Regions from separate parts of the Xenopus laevis genome. Here region 2 is linked to region 1. Evidence: chromatin contacts called from public Hi-C data. All regions are on one chromosome and are shown on one strand. Each heading gives the region's core, a stretch centred on a gene start, on an enhancer-like site or on the middle of the called end of the contact. The rest is flanking DNA. Distances are from core to core; before and after follow the strand shown.

What was found. A called contact is a pair of places that touch in the nucleus more often than the background predicts.
Region 2: a Hi-C map of animal cap shows a contact between it and region 1, with 5 times the contacts expected there. The contact joins the enhancer-like site here to the promoter of prss16.L in region 1. A contact is called at or near these places in 3 of 4 Hi-C or Micro-C datasets (the XL177 cell line, the XTC cell line and animal cap).

The regions. Positions count from the first base shown.
Region 1 is chr8L:70,887,966-70,892,941 of Xenopus_laevis_v10.1, forward strand. It overlaps prss16.L (serine protease 16 L homeolog), which reads right to left and starts at 2,813. Exons shown (of 12, transcript NM_001095749.1): 1 at 2,665-2,813; 2 at 111-292. The coding sequence starts at 2,728.
Region 2 is chr8L:70,935,601-70,940,518 of Xenopus_laevis_v10.1, forward strand. The region is part of intron 1 of LOC121397064 (a long non-coding RNA gene); the gene reads left to right. Among protein-coding and RNA genes, the nearest start is that of selenow1.L, 15 kb to the right of the region's middle. Within about 2 kb of position 2,336, at least 1 of the 7 cell types and tissues checked has an H3K27ac peak or open chromatin away from gene starts, as enhancers often do.

The DNA.
Region 1 (4,976 bases), core at 1,563-4,062:
TTTGATGCTTTAAAGGCCCTAAGGAGCCAATTATAAGGTTGAATAGGATGAAAAAGTGACAACATGTGTAATCATACAGAAGTTATACTATTAAATCACTAGGAGCTCACCTGATTGTAAGTGCTATTGTTACGTCGGTTGAAGTGGTCCAAAGGTTGGACAATAAAGGATTCAACTGAAGGCGTGTTGGGGAAGGCCCCTTTTGGCATCCACCGATTAGTGTAGAAGGATTTGAAGTTTTCTGTTTCCTTTAGTTGGTGCAATTTATTCCTAATCTGTCGCCCATTCCATGCTTTGGGGATAAAATAGAGAGTGCAAATGAAATTTATGAATTATACTAGGCAATGGTCAAACTGTATATTTATTAACAATAGAAGTGTCACCATTTCACTACTATAAAAGGACCACAACTCCCAGAATCCTCTGACAAAGCTGGTTATCGAAAGGATGCAAAGAGTATAATTTCAGAGCTGACTGCGGGCTGGATATCCCTTTCTTAAATCCTTACAGAAGTCCAATATACTGCAGCACACTGCACATTGTATAATTTTCAAAAGTGTATTTTATTGGCTCAAAACAGGTGAGCAGACAATATGTAGCAACGTTTCGGGTCTCACAGGACCCTTTCTCAAGTGGCTGTATATTATTCTATATAATTATCTCTTCATAGCATTTCCCACACTGGTATGTGATAGGTTCCTTAAACTATAAGCTCCACTATGGTAGGGACTGTTGTTAATTATGTATAATCTCTAAGCTCCACTATGGTAGGGACTGTTGTTAATTATGTATAATCTCTGTAAAGCTTTGTGGAGTATGTTAGCACAATATAAAATGATGATGATCTGACAAAGCCTTTTATTGTACTGCAAAATTAATGAAAACATAGTGAATCTGGTGCTATTTGCATAACATGGGGGAAACTATATTTTTGCAAAGGAAAGGTAATTAAACAATGGCGTAACTACCATGTAGCAATCCTTGTGGCTGCAGGAGGGTTCGGGATACAGAGGGACAAGGTCTGCTCTATGGATGGTTGTCCCCCACACCAGTGAAAAGAAATTTACAGCTCACCAGCCATCTGCTTAAAGGAGAACTAAAGCTTACTAAAGAAGTAGGCCAGAAATGCTGTACATTATGTTTTGGGCTTCTGTACGAACCCAAGGCAACCACAGCCCTTTAGCAGTGAAGAACTGTGTCTCCAAAGATGCCCCAGTAGCTGCCCATTTTCTTTTCCGCTGATTCACTGCACATGCTCTGTGTTGCTGTTACTTACTGAACTAAGGGGCCCACTCACAATATACAGTACACATGGATTATAAATGTCACAATATAAGGCTGATAAGTAGTTAATTCATGGCAGCACAGAAACCAGTGCAATTAGCATCAGAATTCAATAATCAGCCCAGATGCATCAGCTTATATTACAGACTAACCTAATTTTCTGCTAGATATTTCGCAGAGACTTTCCGAGATGGTGACCCCCTGTGAAAAGTTTGAAGTCCTGGATCATTGCTGCTATTGAGAAGCTGAAACTTAAGGCTGGTGCAATAGGTTCAGTATATAAATTATGGCATTTTTATCCATATTTGTTTCTAGGGTTTAAGTTACTTGCAGCAGGTGAGAGGCCTACCAGGGGTTGAGGTGGGGGGAGGGCCCTAAGTGCATGTGCTGGCCCCTCCTGAAGATGTTATTCTTTTTTTGTGAGCAGGCCTAGTAGCTCATAGTTAGTGTAATTCCAGGCAACTTTTCATGCATTTTCATTAAAAAGTGAGCAGTTTTAAAAGTATTTTTTAAATGAAATCACAGTTGAAAGCAGTTTGTTCAGCTGGCTTCTGCTACACTGTCAAGACGAGCAGTGCAGATAATAGAACTGGAAACACAAATACCTAAATCTTGTTTTGTGTGTTAGAAAGTTGCATTACATTTACTTTCATTATGCAGCAAAATAAATAGGCAAGTGAGCTGTAGAGTCGAAACTCTTGCTTAGTATCACGCTACACATTTCCCTTTGCAAGGGCTTGCCCTGAAGCCGTGTGAAACTGAACTAATTTGACACACACTCTACAGGAGAAAAAGAATCCTTTACTGTTCTAACACGCTACAGCACGCGTACTGTTGTTTAATAAATGTGTATAGCACGTTAATGGCCATACACTTGACTTATGCAAGAGAAGTGTGTTCCCCTTAACACTTGGTGTGCCAAATTTCAGGAGTATTGCAATGGAAGCCTGACATTTAACAAGCCTGACATTTGGTACTACCGGGATGTAATTTCTGTGACTGTCCAGCTGTTTTTTACTGTGGATCTTAGCATTACATGTAGAGGCTTTCAGTTTGCTGAGAATTGTAGTTGGAGAGACACGTAGGAGTTCGATTTCTCCACCTTTCTATGGTGCTGCCCTGTGCTAAAATGATCTTTATGAAATTTCCTGTGTAAGCAGTGTAAAAACATTCACTTTCCTGTTCTATTCCTGTCCGCTTGTCAGAGAGTGAACTATCTGATCAGATCACCAAGAATCATTGGTGTTTTCTATTACTAAGATAGTTACTGATGTATATCGCTCAGCAACATTCAGTACAGGACACTTTATATTAGTCTCATACTAAAACACTGTTTAATCCGCCATGAATGCAACACATGTATATTCTAAATGTACTTACCCCCCTCAGTTCCCCCCAGAAGGGGCAGCAGGAGCAAGGAGAGCTGCAGCCACAAACCAGCCATTGCACTGCAGTTTCTCAGAACCGAAACGGAAAACAAGCAATTCTCCTTTCAGCTCAGAACTGCATGGGGAAGCATGAGCTATCACATGACTGCTGGGCTAGAGAATCACATGGCATTAGTAACTTCTGATTGGCTCTCTAGCCTGCTTGGCTCAGCTTTTATCTCTTACAAGTAAGCTGCTGTCCCGTGACTAAGCAATCAACGCGGTCGCTAGGCTGACAGGTCCCTGGAAATGGAAGCACAGCCAAAATAAGATGTACTAGGAAACGTAGTGTGCAATTATTTGAATTCAAATGTAATAATACAATCTTTTGTATGTAGGTTTTAATCTAGCATTTGAATTTTTTATTTGTATATGTAGCAATTTGCCGTGTGCTAACCAAAATATTATTATGACAGTCCATGAAAGCACTCACAACAGCTGCCATAAAGCGTATATTAGCAAGTCTTTATTTGTGCATGGTGTATCAACGCGTTTCGGCTCACCTGGACGACAGCTCCAGGTGAGCCGAAACGTGTTGATACACCATGCACAAATAAAGACTTGCTAAAAAAAAAGCTTCATGGCGGCTGCTGTGAGTGCTTTCATGGACTGTCACGTATATATATTTGTATATTGCGACATTTTTGTAACAAACTACATTAGAGTCTAGAGGGCGAAGTGACTAACGCTGGCATCGTCAGCGTTAGCGGTTTCAGGGACTTCACCGATTTACTAACGGGCGCAGGCGTCACTTCACTAGCGAAGGAGAAAGACGCTAGCGGTGATTCACACTCTATTGTCAGGCGTATTTTCGCTCTGGCGAATGGACGTTACTTCGCAAATTCACTAAGATGCGGATTTTACTGAACTGACTTGCCTTCGCCAGCTCAGACCAGGCGAAGTGCAATGGAATGCATAGATCTTCCTCATTCTTCTGTTACTTACATCATATTTTTTAGTGGAAAAAGTTCCAGACGAAGTGCAATTGAATGATAGGGCTTCTTCAATTTTTAGTTGAAAATTTTTCTAAGTCCAAAAAACGCTGGCGTCTTTTCCTTTTTTCAGAGTGATAGCCTGCAAAAGTCCTTACATTTTTTTTGGGGTAACCAGGTTCCCCTATACATTTTCTAACATATGGAACATAAACTATATAGTGAGCCTATGTGTAGGGCATTATAACAACTCTATTTTATTTATTAAGGTTCCCTGGACTTGTGTAATGTAATGTATTTGCTGCAACATATACGTCCATTCTACTTTAAATTTCCCACCGTATCCAAATTAGCCTGATCGAAGACCTCTAACGAAGTTGCATTAGGTAGAATTGAACGCAAGCGCATCTTTGCTTTGAGTTGCTTGCATTGCCGCCCTGGACATAACTTTGCATTTTAGTAAAATATCGTTGTCTGAGCGAATTTTGAGATGGCTGCGAAGCTGTCGCTGGCGAATTTTGTTTACTTAGTATGTACCCCTATGGGCGCTTTGTTTTTTTGTTGAATTGCATTGGAGTCAATGGGAAGGCAAAATCACATGCATTTTTCACTCAGTATACTACTATGCATGGCCTACATTGTTAGAGTAGCTCCTATTCGCTAAGCTACAACTGCTTTTTCAATAGAAAAAAAGGCTCCCATGATTTTTGACATCACCTTTGGTCGCCTGGTAAATATGGCTGAGCGAATCTTTTTGGGGAGTTTCACCATGCAAATGACGCCCATAGACTTTAATTGGAGAAAAAAAATATTGCGCGTCAAAAAAAATGATGTGCGTCAAAAAAAATCATCACGCATCCAAAAAGATATGTCGCCCATAGAATGCATTTCGGCAAATTTTTTGCCGAATCGAAACGGGTCAAATTTGCCCATCCCAGTGGTATGTTTCAATGTTTAAGCAAAAAGTACCATCAATAGTTTATATATTACTAATAGCTTATAAACACAGACACAACTATATATATTACTAATAGCTTATAAACACAGGCACAACTAATATTAAATATGACAACCAACAGATAATATCTGGGTGCTTTGTATCCCACATTAAAATGAATGAACCATATATTTACGTGCATGTCCTTATATAGACAGTAAGACAGCTCAGATCTCATTGTGGAAAAAGAGGAGAAGGATAGAATGATGTGTGTTTGTTGCGCCTTTTTTTTTTTTTGTCAAGCAAAACTAAATGAGTCGCATGGTGAATTTTTGATGTGGGGTCGCGAAAAGCTGATGTTCTCAGCAAATCTGTAAATGTGAAATTATTTTGTTC
Region 2 (4,918 bases), core at 1,086-3,585, 47 kb after region 1:
GAGTGGAGACCAATGCTGAATATTGCAGTCAGCTTTGGTTTCTGTTCCATGGGTACAGGCCCTCAGGGAAGCATGAGATCAATTAAGATGTTCATTGTTGTGCTGTGGAATGCATAGAACTGCACCAAAATCCATTTGAGAACTATTGTGGTTACACATTCTAAACTGACTAGGGGGTTGTTTTGCAAAAGTGGAGTAAACTGATGTTGGAGTAGCAAATATTATAGTTAAACTGAATTTAAAATAACGAGTACCTAAATTAAAAGAATCTAAAATTCACAAAATGATCACACACTAAGGGGGTTATTTACTAAACTCCAAATGCAAAAATCACGAAAAATTTGTGATTTTTTTCTTATAAAATCTGACTTTTAAAAAATCATGAATTTTTCGGGAATTTATTAAACCCCAAGGATGGAAAAGTCCGAATCTGAAAATCCGGCATCTCAGACCTGTCAAGGTTGCATATAAGTCAATGGGAAAAGTCCCATTGATTTTTTGATGTGCACTGGGTTTCTGGCAATACCCCGAAGTTTTCAGGTGAAAATTACGAAAAAATAGTGAAAATAGGATGAAAAAAGTCTGAAAATTTCATGAAAATCCGATTTTTTCCTGCAAAGCAAATTTTCGGGAAAATGTAATAATAAATAAGTGTAAAAAACCAGAGCAGATTTGATAGGTTTGTAGCAAAAAATACTGAGATAAATTCGGACTTTGATAATTAACCCCCTTAGCATTCTTACAACAAGGCTTTGGTTTGTTTATGCATTTGAGATGCAGGTTTGAGTGTAGCTAAAAGCATTAGCTAATTGATTTCATTATATTGTGTTCAGAGTGGCGTTTGTTTAGACAGAGCATACTGCATTTTCTTGCACCTGGTGCACGTTCAGAATAGAGGTCTGTATTTGGAACTGACAAAAAATGCACTAATGTGCAAAAAAAAAATAAAAACTGCAATATATGCATTTTTACACATTTTCAATGCTTTTAAAAAGCCCATATACTTATCCAGGTTGTATACACAGAGGTTTTACACACTTTGGAGTTAAATTGTCATTCCAGAATGTCAGAATTTCTCCATACAAATTGGGATTACAATTTACACCAACTGCCATTATCAGCAACATTTTTCTGGCATTATGAGATTCAGAAGAGGTTTACAACTTTTTGAGGAATAGAAAATATATAATTGTGAATTGTTATTTATGATTTTCTGGTGTAATCAAACATTTTACACAAAATGTGTGTTATTGGCCCTTTTGTGAATTCACCCCTAGGTCTGAATAAATGCATCCTGCAAGGGAACTCTAATTGCAATGATCAGTGCCATTCCCTCTCTTTTATCTTTTTATAGGAGATCCAGTTAAAGGGGTAATCTTGTTATTTTAACCTAGTTAAGATTTATTAAGTGTGAACAGTAAATTAATTAGGGGTGTCTAAGTCACAAGGATAGAAAACGACATATATGTGTCATATTCTTAAACTGGTACACACATTGTTTTATCCTCCCTATTTATTAAAGGTGAGTTTTTTTCCACCTCGAATAAACTCACAACTCGAACGTTTGCTTAATTATGAAAAAATCAAAATGTAAAAACTCGACTGAATGCAATCAGGGGGAAAAAACTCGAATACCTCGAGTTTTCGAACACAAATCAGTTGTAAAACATCCGAAAATCATGAAGGCAAAAAACATCTTCAAATGGTTAACGGGACCTCTGCCATTGACTTTTACATGAATTTGACAGGTTTTAGCTGGGGTATTTAGGATTCAAGCTTTCCATGGCCCTGCTTCTTCTCTATCCTGTTTATGAACTCCCCTAAAGTGCAAAAGGCTTCAGCTTAAAATTAGATGAGTACATTATAAATAAATTATATTCACGTATACATGTTTGTTACTATATCTCCAATCCCACTTTGTGAATGAATCATTTTGTTTTAAAATAAGAGATTATAATTAGGTGTCATGATGTCTGGTTTTCAAAAGTATGAGGAAATGCTTCTGAATTTGTTAAATATAGACTCATTTATACATAGAAGTGCAAGTTCAAAGCACTAAAAGGGACAAAAAATTTTTTTTCAATTAGTACAGGTAGCAAGGACACAAGGGAACACTGTAAATATCATCTGCCACTGGTGAAACTAAGGGTAGCAACAGAGGTGGCAGTTTAGGGCACAATGGGATGGTGGGTGCAACTTACAATGGGTGCAACTTACAATGGATTAGTGAGCTAGCAACTGACAGTTTGCAAAGTAAGCAACCATCAGCAGTGGGGTGTGTTTGTGCCTGAGAGACTGGCAAGGGTGCAGATAAGCAAGTGACTGGCGATGGTGGGGGGGTATGCTTGGCATGGCATGGCACTAGGCCTAAGGCACCAATACAATTTGGCCTGGCACTTACTGCCTGTTACTTCAAGGGTTTAGTCAAATGAATCAATAGTGGACGCCGCTATTATGGCCCCAGGAGTTCCAGGGACTACTTCCAATATAGATACACCCCTACTCTGATATCTATTTTTTGCATGGGCAGCTTAAGTCAGTAGGTGTATTACTGGCAACCATCTTTTGCTGTGCTCAATGCTCACTGACCAGCATCTTTCCATTTAGCCCTAGCTTTGAAAAATATGTATGGTAGGTTTCCTTAGGTATTTTTCCACCTTTGTGTGGTCCTTACTAGACTAGTCAGACGCAATCTCCATGTACATGCCATCCCACCTCCTCTGCCTAGGGCTCCCCCAGCAGGGCTATCTGATTCAATTATGCAGGTTGATTAACAAAGACAATGGAAGACACTGGGGCAATTACCATATCAATGGAGCTTATCAATACACACAAATAGGTAGCTAATTACCCCTTGAATCAGGAGCTGGGTGTAAGTAATGCATTTAAATCTGTGTATTTGGTGGGGGATAAACAGAACACTGAAGAGTGATACTGAGACCAGAAATGGGTTAACCCCGCAATCCATTTTATTTCATGTTGGCCATTGCCGCTAACAAGATTCTGTTAGTGAGATTAGTTGCAGAAAGGAATAGGAAGACTCTATGTATGGGCATGCAACCTGAAGCCAAATTTTTTTTTTTTTGGTCGATTATGGGCAGTCATAATGTGTATATGAACAGGTTTATTTTTATACCAGTCTGGCTAATGGGCATCTCTGAGTGCGCCTGGTCTTTTTTGTAGTCCTACACCAGTGGAGAAGCAGAATAAGTGAATAGGCAGGATATGGGCATATAGTACGCAGAGAAGTCTCTGCATACTACTGTGTATTACATGAGCTCTGCAGTACAACACACAGAAAATTGGAGTAACACGTGAGACATTAAACTGCAGAGAAATGTATAGACAGCATATCTAATTTTCAGGAGTGTTTTAGTCACCTAAAGGATATACGATACTAGAAGTACTAGTAGTATTAATAACTGTAATATTGTATTTTCTCACTTGCTAAAAAGTATCTGTCAGTACATTTGCTTCAGGCAGTAAATTCAACAACTTTACTCTTAATTTATTTTTTAGCCTTAACCATTTAACTTTCTTCTAATCAGAAGTGATTCCATTATGTTGAATATAAAGAGAGCCCCTTACAGTATATATTTATATATTAATCAAATGAAAATACACTAAGGGGGTGGGAGGTAAGATTACGTGCAGCATGCTCCATGGTGGGATACAAATTCTGGGGGGGGGGTCGCAGTCCCGCTGGCCCCCTGGTTCCAAGGCTTATAATTAAATCCCCCCTAAGGCTAATGGCACGCACATGTACTGTAGCTTTTCTCCTCTCTTGGAAAAATGACAACAGAGACATTGACTGTATCTGTATCCACACGGGGTGGATTTTGGGCTGGATTTTGGCAAAACTCCACTGCATAGATCAAGACAAGGCCATACCAGTGGTTTGCAAAGGGGTAAAAATACCCTTTCTTCCATAAATTTATACTCCTTATAGCATAGCACAAAACCTTGCTGCCCATTACTGCTGCTTATTGACATTGCAAACTACAGCTCATTCATTTTCCAGAAGTACCACTGGTCCTTCTACACTGAGATAATGAAGCACAGAGTGTTCTGTCACCCACACAAAATCACAAATGTGATGAATGGCCCCCTCATCCCATTCCAGCTCTGAAAAGTAAAGCGTTGGGGGGACCGCAACATTTTGGCTACTCCAAGGTGGCAGAGGACCCTGAAATGCCCTTATCCATTTGCCATTACCTTTATGGACTCAAATATGTAGATGCCACAATATGATCTAGATATACAGTAATTCTTTTAAAGATGGCCTTTCATACCTACACCCTCATTAGGTATTCCAAGTACCAAAACAACATCCCAGTACATTTTTCTCACTTCTCTATATTAACTTAATATCTGTATAACATTGAATTGCAATCTGGAATGAGCATAGACACCTTCTCTCATCTATTTTACCCTGTATTCTTGCATATTTGTTGGGGGGCCCCAGAGGTAAAGCTTTACTAATAGGCCAGAATCACAAATATGAAAAACCAGATTTTCAGCTGATGTGATTTCCCATCTGTCTGGCAAGTCTAAATCTGAATGAACCTGATCACACAGGAATCAGAAAGGTGATCAGTTTGTGCAGCAGCCAGTTTTTACCTATACATTTGACAAAGGGCTATGTAGGGCTCAAAATGTATAGTGTGACAATAAATACATTAGATCTGCTGTTTTAGCCTCTTTGTTCCCTAATATTTTAAATGTTTATCCATGTACTGACACCTTTATGCCAATGTCCCATGAGGAGTCTCTTAACTTGACTTGTCTCTTAACTGACCATCCCTCTAAGGATCTCAAAAATCCAAGTACAAGTACTTATCAGGCAATTCACATGTGTTTTGATTTATTGGGCGCTTTTTCCTCTATGCTACTGCTTGATGTGTCTTTCTGTACTGAA